Regions from separate parts of the Mus musculus genome. Here region 1 is linked to region 2. A link is a contact called in public ChIA-PET data. All regions are on one chromosome and are shown on one strand. Each heading gives the region's core, a stretch centred on a gene start, on an enhancer-like site or on the middle of the called end of the contact. The rest is flanking DNA. Distances are from core to core; before and after follow the strand shown. Region 1 has its middle 8.8 kb from the start of Gm46797. Region 2 holds the start of Cpa3 (carboxypeptidase A3, mast cell).

The links. ChIA-PET counts read pairs in DNA pulled down with a chosen protein or histone mark.
Region 1: a contact with region 2 is called in an SMC1A ChIA-PET map of the G1E-ER4 cell line, with 26 read pairs. The contact joins the enhancer-like site here to the promoter of Cpa3 in region 2. A contact is called at or near these places in 2 of 39 promoter capture datasets (the HPC-7 cell line and macrophages), 1 of 15 datasets of contacts at CTCF or cohesin (the G1E-ER4 cell line), 4 of 484 Hi-C or Micro-C datasets (the G1E-ER4 cell line, nephron progenitors, pre-megakaryocyte-erythroid progenitors and 1 more) and 2 of 115 datasets of contacts at active chromatin or transcription factors (the SCID.adh cell line and embryonic stem cells).

The regions. Positions count from the first base shown.
Region 1 is chr3:20,293,078-20,296,536 of GRCm38.p6, forward strand. No RefSeq gene overlaps it. Among named protein-coding and RNA genes, the nearest start is that of Gm46797, 8.8 kb to the left of the region's middle. Within about 2 kb of position 2,079, at least 11 of the 459 cell types and tissues checked have an H3K27ac peak or open chromatin away from gene starts, as enhancers often do. A contact at or near this core is called in the G1E-ER4 cell line and the SCID.adh cell line, where this site is marked.
Region 2 is chr3:20,240,754-20,244,511 of GRCm38.p6, forward strand. Cpa3 (carboxypeptidase A3, mast cell) reads right to left here and starts at 1,428. Exons shown (of 11, transcript NM_007753.2): 1 at 1,351-1,428; 2 at 1,162-1,237. The coding sequence starts at 1,418.

The DNA of each region.
Region 1 (3,459 bases), core at 829-3,328, 53 kb after region 2:
TGTATTAGCCAGGCCCGAGTTTTTATGCACAAGCAAAAGGGGAAGTGCCTTTCAGCAGGAGGAATGGGGCAGAGGAAATGCACCTCAGCAGGAGGGATGGGGCATCGGAAAGAGAGGAAGTACTTCTCAGCAGGAGGGATGGGGCAGCGGAAATTTTTCTTTTGGCGACTACAAGGGGAAGCAGGAACTTGGTGGTATCAGGGTACATTTTGAGGTCCGGACATCCGGACATCCAGCGCTGACTTTCTTGGAGCGGTGCGTCCGGTGGCCCGCTTTTGACTCCCTTTTCTTCTCGGGGGGGAGAGGCCCAATTCAGAGATCAGGACAATAGTGTTGCCTTAATAGCTCCCAACACTTGGAGAGTATTGATAAGTTATTTCTCTGCTGGTGAAATGAGCCAATTCGGGCCAGACTAGATTATATTAAATGTAGGTTTAGTGGGAATCTGCTTTTAGGCAAGTTCACTGGCCTAAGGGCAGAGTCAGGGAAGTCACCATGAGTGGGGGGGGGGGGTAGAAAGAAAGAAACATGCAGAGAGAGAGAAAAGAGGAGGAAAGAGAAGGAGGAGAAGAGGGAGGCAGGGGGGAAGGGGAGAAAGAGGGGGATAGAGAGGGAGGGAGAAGAGAGAGAGAGAGAGAGAGAGAGAGAGAGAGAGAGAGAAGAGGAGCCTCTGGGGGAAGGGCATGCCAGCCCCTGGGCTGGAAAGTTCAGGGTTGGGGCAGGGTATTTTAGGTATGGACTGAGGGATGCTGGGAGAACCTGGAAGCCAGGTCAGCTTTGATGTGTAAAATATGTACCTCAGTCCCCTGTCCCAGGGTCTGAAACCAAACAAGTATATGGAAAGGTTGGGAAAACATGATGGAGTGAAGGAAGAGAAAAAAGAAAGAACCTAAGAATGAAGAAAAGGTGGGGGCAGAGAGACAAAGGGAAAACTGCAGGATGAGAAGAGAGTTGTGTGACTCAGCATAATCTGTGAACACAGGAAAACAGAAAGACAATAGAGAATTGTTTTATAGATTCATTCCTCAAAAGCAGAATTTTTAACTTAGGATCCATGGAAAATATTCATGGGACCCAAGTGTCTATATTTGAAAATATTACATTTCCATTTTGTCTCATTTTGTCTGAAACTTTGCTTGGTATCTTCTTCTCAGTGGACATAATCTCCACATCTCTGTAGGACTGGCGTTAAACAGGACTTAGTCAACAATACAAACCACGAATAGGTTCATTTCAAAATACAATTGTGGTAGTTATCTTGAAACCTTATTTTTAACATGTCAAAGATTATCATTGATCTGAACTAATGGTTTATGAGGATATACATACATTAGTACCAGATATTCAAAAAATTTGTTAACTGTCTTTCAGTATAATCAATTTCCTTTCCAACTTTATAATTTTCATTTTTGATTCAAAAAAATAAGTTGAGCTTTTGCCCATCATTGCTGTCGCCTAGTCTCCTGGTTTGCTTGTATGTTCCTTCTGAGTCTATGCTTCACAAATAAGTCGAGCTTTTGCCCATCATTGCTGTCGCCTAGTCTCTTGGCTTTCTTGTATGTTCCTTCTGAGTCTATGCTTCACATGTTTGAAGAAAACTCAAGGACAGAGTCAGTGCTGGAAACACGGGTCACATGTCTTTGAAGGCGTAAACGAGCCGGTTGCTAATGGAGAGAGCAGATACTTTTGCAGAACCAGTTTTTTTTTTTCAGATTAGATTTTTATCTCAAAGCAATCATCTTGTTTCCACCTCCTGAATGTTGATGTTAGTGACTTGAGTCATGACACTCAGAGAAATTATTGTTTGCAATTAACACTAAATTACCAATACAACTATAATTTCACTGGCTTTGGTAGTGAGGGAGATCAGATTCTAATTTCCCTGAAGTCAACGAATCAGGCAAATCTGCAGAGCTGGGAAGGAAGCCGAAGGTTTAGTTGATGGGTGAGGGCAGCAGAGAAGCTATTGGCTAAAGAGTGAAACTGCCTTTTACTTTAGAATTTTGTTCCAGACCGAGACTACATTTTCTGTTAGGAAGTCACAGATTAATTCAACCACATGCTGAGTGCTACACTTTTCTTTGACCTTTCATTTTCTCTTCCCCATTTCTTTATTGTGTACAAAGTAACTGGTGCAGGGATATATGCATATTGCTTGGGGAAAAGATTGAATGGCAACTGGTGCATCTTAATTCAAATCAAATGGCAACAATATAGAAACTACTGGTTCTTAAAAATAGTTTTTTTTCCTCTATTAGTGGCATGTTCATTCCACTCTTATCTCTATATTCTAGTGTGTTACTTTCCTCATATTTTTTTTTTCTGCAGGAAAGAACAATCAATAACATAAACATTCTTGCACACTTTAATTAAATAATTTTTATGTTTTTTGTTTATGATTATAAAACCAAACATGATTTTATTTCATTTTATTTTGCATGTAGTTGTTTTGCATAGGGCAATTCATCACGAAGCTGGAGTAATTTCTCTAAAAATGAAGTCTATATAGTTTTCCCTTCAAGATAAGGATCATGCTAAAATAAACTTCTTGTTAAAAATATTCTGAGTTCTCAGTATTTAAGATAACCAAGAGGTCTGCGACACAAATATTATCAGTAATTATGCCATTGGTCACCAGGGATAAGGGTCTCAGGCTGTTAACTCAAATAGCCTTATCTTTATCTATGTAAACCCAAGGTTCCCATTTTCTCTGAGATTAAAAGTTCAAAATCCCGTTCCAAATGCTAAGCTGTTACTAATGACTTTGACTCTTGGCATTGGTGTTCCAGTGTCATCACACTTCTTCATATATGGTCTTGCTGTCTTTATGTTAGGGAGAAAGAAGTTCTATTACAGAAAGGAATAAGAACTTAGAGAATACTCTGAGGTTTTTGAATCCTTGGCCTCTGTGTAGGAAAGGGAAAAATGCTTCCTAGATATCTTCTTAAGACATATTATCTAAAGAATCTCTTGTTTGGCAATAAAGTGCAAATGACTTAGGCCATCTCAGCATTAATCTGACTCACTGACTCTTAAAGTTTGATTTTATTTCACAGAGCAAAACCTTGTGTTTAAATTCTTGTGGGTAGCTATCCAGGGTTAATTTCTTACTGGTGTTCAAAGCTTCTGTGAGAGGCCAAAACTTTGCTCTTGGTATTGTTATCCCCCCCCCCCCTTTTTTTTGTACAGTATGCAAGAACAAATTTTAACAAGTATGCAATTTCTTTTCAGTATCTGGGTAACACAACTATTAGAAAATATGATATTACTTATTAGATTGACAAATCTTTTCATTTACACATCAAGTCTACTCCAATTGTAGCCCTTGGTGGCTGAGATCTAAGCAGACTTTAAATTAGCCATTGCATTTTACATAATCAGTCTTGAAAAACCCTATTTGAAGAGTAGTAATATTTGGCATGGTTAATTTGCTGGAGTTATTAATTGTTAGTAACACTG
Region 2 (3,758 bases), core at 178-2,677:
ATCTCTTAGTTACATCACACTTCAGGTTTGGGGCAGCCCACCATGGGACAACAAGAGGTTTTTTTTCAACCAACCAACACATCTGTTTACTTTGAAACATCATAGAATAAGGTGAACATATCAGGGGCTAGTTTATAGGCTAAATATCACAATAACAACATCTTCATTATAGCAAAAAATGTGGAGGAAGAGTTTCATGCTCAAAGTACTGTTGTGAACATTTATTAAGTGGCAAGCACATAGGTGTGCCACAGCAGTGTCCCATAGGGAAGTAATAAGAGGAGGTTTTGTGTGCCAGACAAAGCTGCATATAAGCATTTCCATCATGTGAGCTAACAGCAGAAGAAGGAGCAGAATCTCCTAACAGAAAGAACACGGCAATTTCTGCAATTGCTCCAGTCTGAGGCAGAGCATAGCTGCACAGAGGCAAGGATAGTGTGAGTGTGAAGGATACTCAGGAACTAGAATAGGGAGAACTTCTGACTGGTTTGACTGAAGAGAAGCGTGACTGGAATGAAGGACAGGCTTGGTTCTGGGTTTAAATCTGATGAGTGATGTTGGCAGTTTCAGTTACCACCTTTTTATGTCAGGTTCTGTTTCAAGGATGTTACATTGTAAATCTGATGGTAAATATGAAATAAGAGCAAGGTGACTGGGCCAAGCTGACTTGTGTGATAGGAGTGGCTTAACCCATGATAGAAAATGTTCTCTTTTTTGTTAGATTTTAAGAAACTGCTTATATTTAAGAATCTCTTTTGAAGGAATCCTCACTGTTGGAAAGCTATCACCAGCCAGTACTTTACTCTCATCAGATTGTACTTGAACAGAAGTCACCAGAAGAAATTGGAGTGGATGTTGTGGGTGGGGGGACTCAGAGTACAGACAGGAAAGGGGGTAATGGAAAAGGTGCCAAGGATTCCCCTTGTTTTACAGAGTACTTAGGAGCTATTGCTTGTAAAGCAGGAAGGAAAAGAAGTGAACCATGGAAACAAAACTAGGTGTGGTGCTGGCTCCTGGCTGAGTTATCCCAATCGTTTCCGTCATTCCTCTTCCTCCCTCGTTTGTCAACCTTTCATAACCAGTGGGCACTGAAGATAAAATGGAAGGAATATCTCTTAGAGAATTGAAAAGAAAGAGATAAGACCCCTCTGAATGGTTTACCTCAATGCTTTGGGTCAAGTTCTTCAAGACACTGGCGTGCTTTTCATTCTGGAGTTTCACACGGAATACCTTCTCCCTTCAAGTAGATAAAAGACAGAAACCAAAGAAACAAAATTTCAGTGAATTTTGAAGCCATATTCCTTACCTCCTTTTTCACCCAGAGACTGGACTATAGATAGAGAAATTTACCTGTCAAAGTGGACAGGAGCAATTGCAAGTGTAGTGTAGATGACAGCCATAAGCAAGAAGAACCTCATGTTTTTTCTTGGCTTGATCTGACCCCTATACGGGTTTTATACCTCAGCTTTTATCTCGACGAACAGCTGATTTCCTTTGTGGTTCCTGGGGATGAACAGTCCTTCCACCTCATATTTTTTCAGTTGAGAGGGGGCAGGGTTGTGAATATCCAGGCCTCTCTCTACTTTCTTATATTTTTGGTTGTGAGCCTAGCCTCTAATGGCTGAGCCACCTCTCCAGCCCTCTACTTTCTTATTAATAGGAGATATAAATGTCTCTAAAAAAGATTGGGAAAAATCCCTTCAGCAAGTAGTGTGTTCAAGGTGATAGGATGAGTCTATTCACAGAGATAAGACAGTAACGTACCTCTGTTCTAAAATACTAGCCTCCCAGGAAGCTTCAATTAAATAGGTTGAAGCATACTCATAGGTTTTAAATACAAAACAATTAATATACTTAATTTTTGTGAGTATGTGTTTGGAGTGGAGTTTGTTCATGCTATGATATATGTGTGGAGATCAGAGGACAACTTAAATAGAGAACACATTCCATCCTTCTATCATTTGAGTTTTGGGGGATTGGACTCAAATCATGGGTCTTGGTGGCAGGTGTCTTTACCCACTGACCCACTGCACTGATCTCTATCCTACATTTTAAAAGTTACATTTATAACCTCAAATGAATTTGAGTAACTGCCACAGAACTTTGGTGTATAGTCTTTTATTTATTTATTTTTTAACTTTTTATTTTTGGGTTTTCTAGACAGAGTTTCTCTATATATCCCTGGCTGTCCTGGAACTCACTCTGTCGACCAGGCTGGTCTCGAACTCAGATTTCGAAATCCAAGTGCTGGAATTAAAGGCATGTGTCACCACTGCCTGGCTTTGGTATATAGTCTTACGTAATGAAACTTTATCCTCCTCCTCCCCCTCTTTCTTCTTGTTGTTCTTGTTCTTGTTCTTGTTCTTGTTCTTGTTCTTGTTCTTGTTCTTGTTCTTCTTGTTCTTCTTGTTCTTCTTGTTCTTCTTGTTCTTCTTGTTCTTCTTGTTCTTGTTCTTCTTCTTCTTGTTCTTCTTGTTCTTGTTCTTCTTGTTCTTCTTGTTCTTCTTGTTCTTCTTGTTCTTCTTGTTCTTGTTCTTCTTCTTGTTCTTGTTCTTGTTCTTCTTCTTGTTCTTCTTCTTCTTCTTCTTGTTCTTCTTCTTCTTCTTCTTCTTCTTCTTCTTCTTCTTCTTCTTCTTCTTCTTCTTCTTCTTCTTCTTCTCCTTCTCCTTCTCCTTCTCCTTCTCCTTCTCCTTCTCCTTCTCCTTCTCCTTCTCCTCCTCCTCCTCCTCCTCCTCCTCCTCCTCCTCCTCCTCCTCCTCCTCTTCCTCCTTCTCCTTCTCCTCCTCCTTTTCCTTCTCCTCTTCCTCTTCCTCCTCCTCCTCCTCTCTCTCTTTCTTTCTTTGGAAGGTTGGGTGGACAAGCTATTGCTATGTTTGAGTTGGCCTCAACTTCTTACCTCAGCCTTATTGCTTCTGAGACTGTAAGTCTATGCCAGGAAGTAACTTGGTTACATATTATAAATAATCAAAATATTATTATTGGAGGATGTTCTTATTATCAGAGCAACAATTTATACTCCATCCACGAGTTTCATGTATTCTCCCAAGAATCTTTTCTAAACTCTGAAGATAAGAAAGTGTACATTTTTGCAAAATGCCATATGTCTTCACTGGTCAGTGATGACAGCAGTAGAAACTCTCAGAGCAAAGGCTTTTGCCAGAATGTGTGTTTCACAAGAGCAAACTGAAAAGGAAAAGCTTGCTTTTAGATTTAAACAGATACAAGCTTAAAACTGCTCCTAAACCTCAGCTGTACCCTTGTGACTAGTGTCTTGCCTTAGTTCCTTATCTGTAAAGATGTTATGAAGATGTTCATGAATGACAAGATTAACCGAGATAGTGTATGGAAAGGAATTAGCATCTGGTAAAGACTAGATAAAGTATAAGCTCACTTTCAGGGTCTACAAACAGAAACTTACAGTTGGCCACTGTCAGGCTGCAGAGCTGATCAGTATCAACATGTATCATGTGGTAGACTCAAGTAAAGGCTGTGCCCTTAAGGGGGGGTGAAACTTCTCTCTGCATTTATGTTGCTTTCTAATTCAAGAAAGGGAATTGATTCTAGGCACTTCATCTTCAGATTTAAAAACCTCTAATCTGAAAATCATTTTGCCAATTATACAAGAAAATAGAAAAAAATCTCCTTTAATTATGGTCGTCTAGAGTATTGTTTTTTTCTTTTGGTCTTAAAACTTTGACACCAAGCCTGATGATCAGAACTGGATCTGTGGGACTCACATAGTAGAAGGGGAGAAGCAA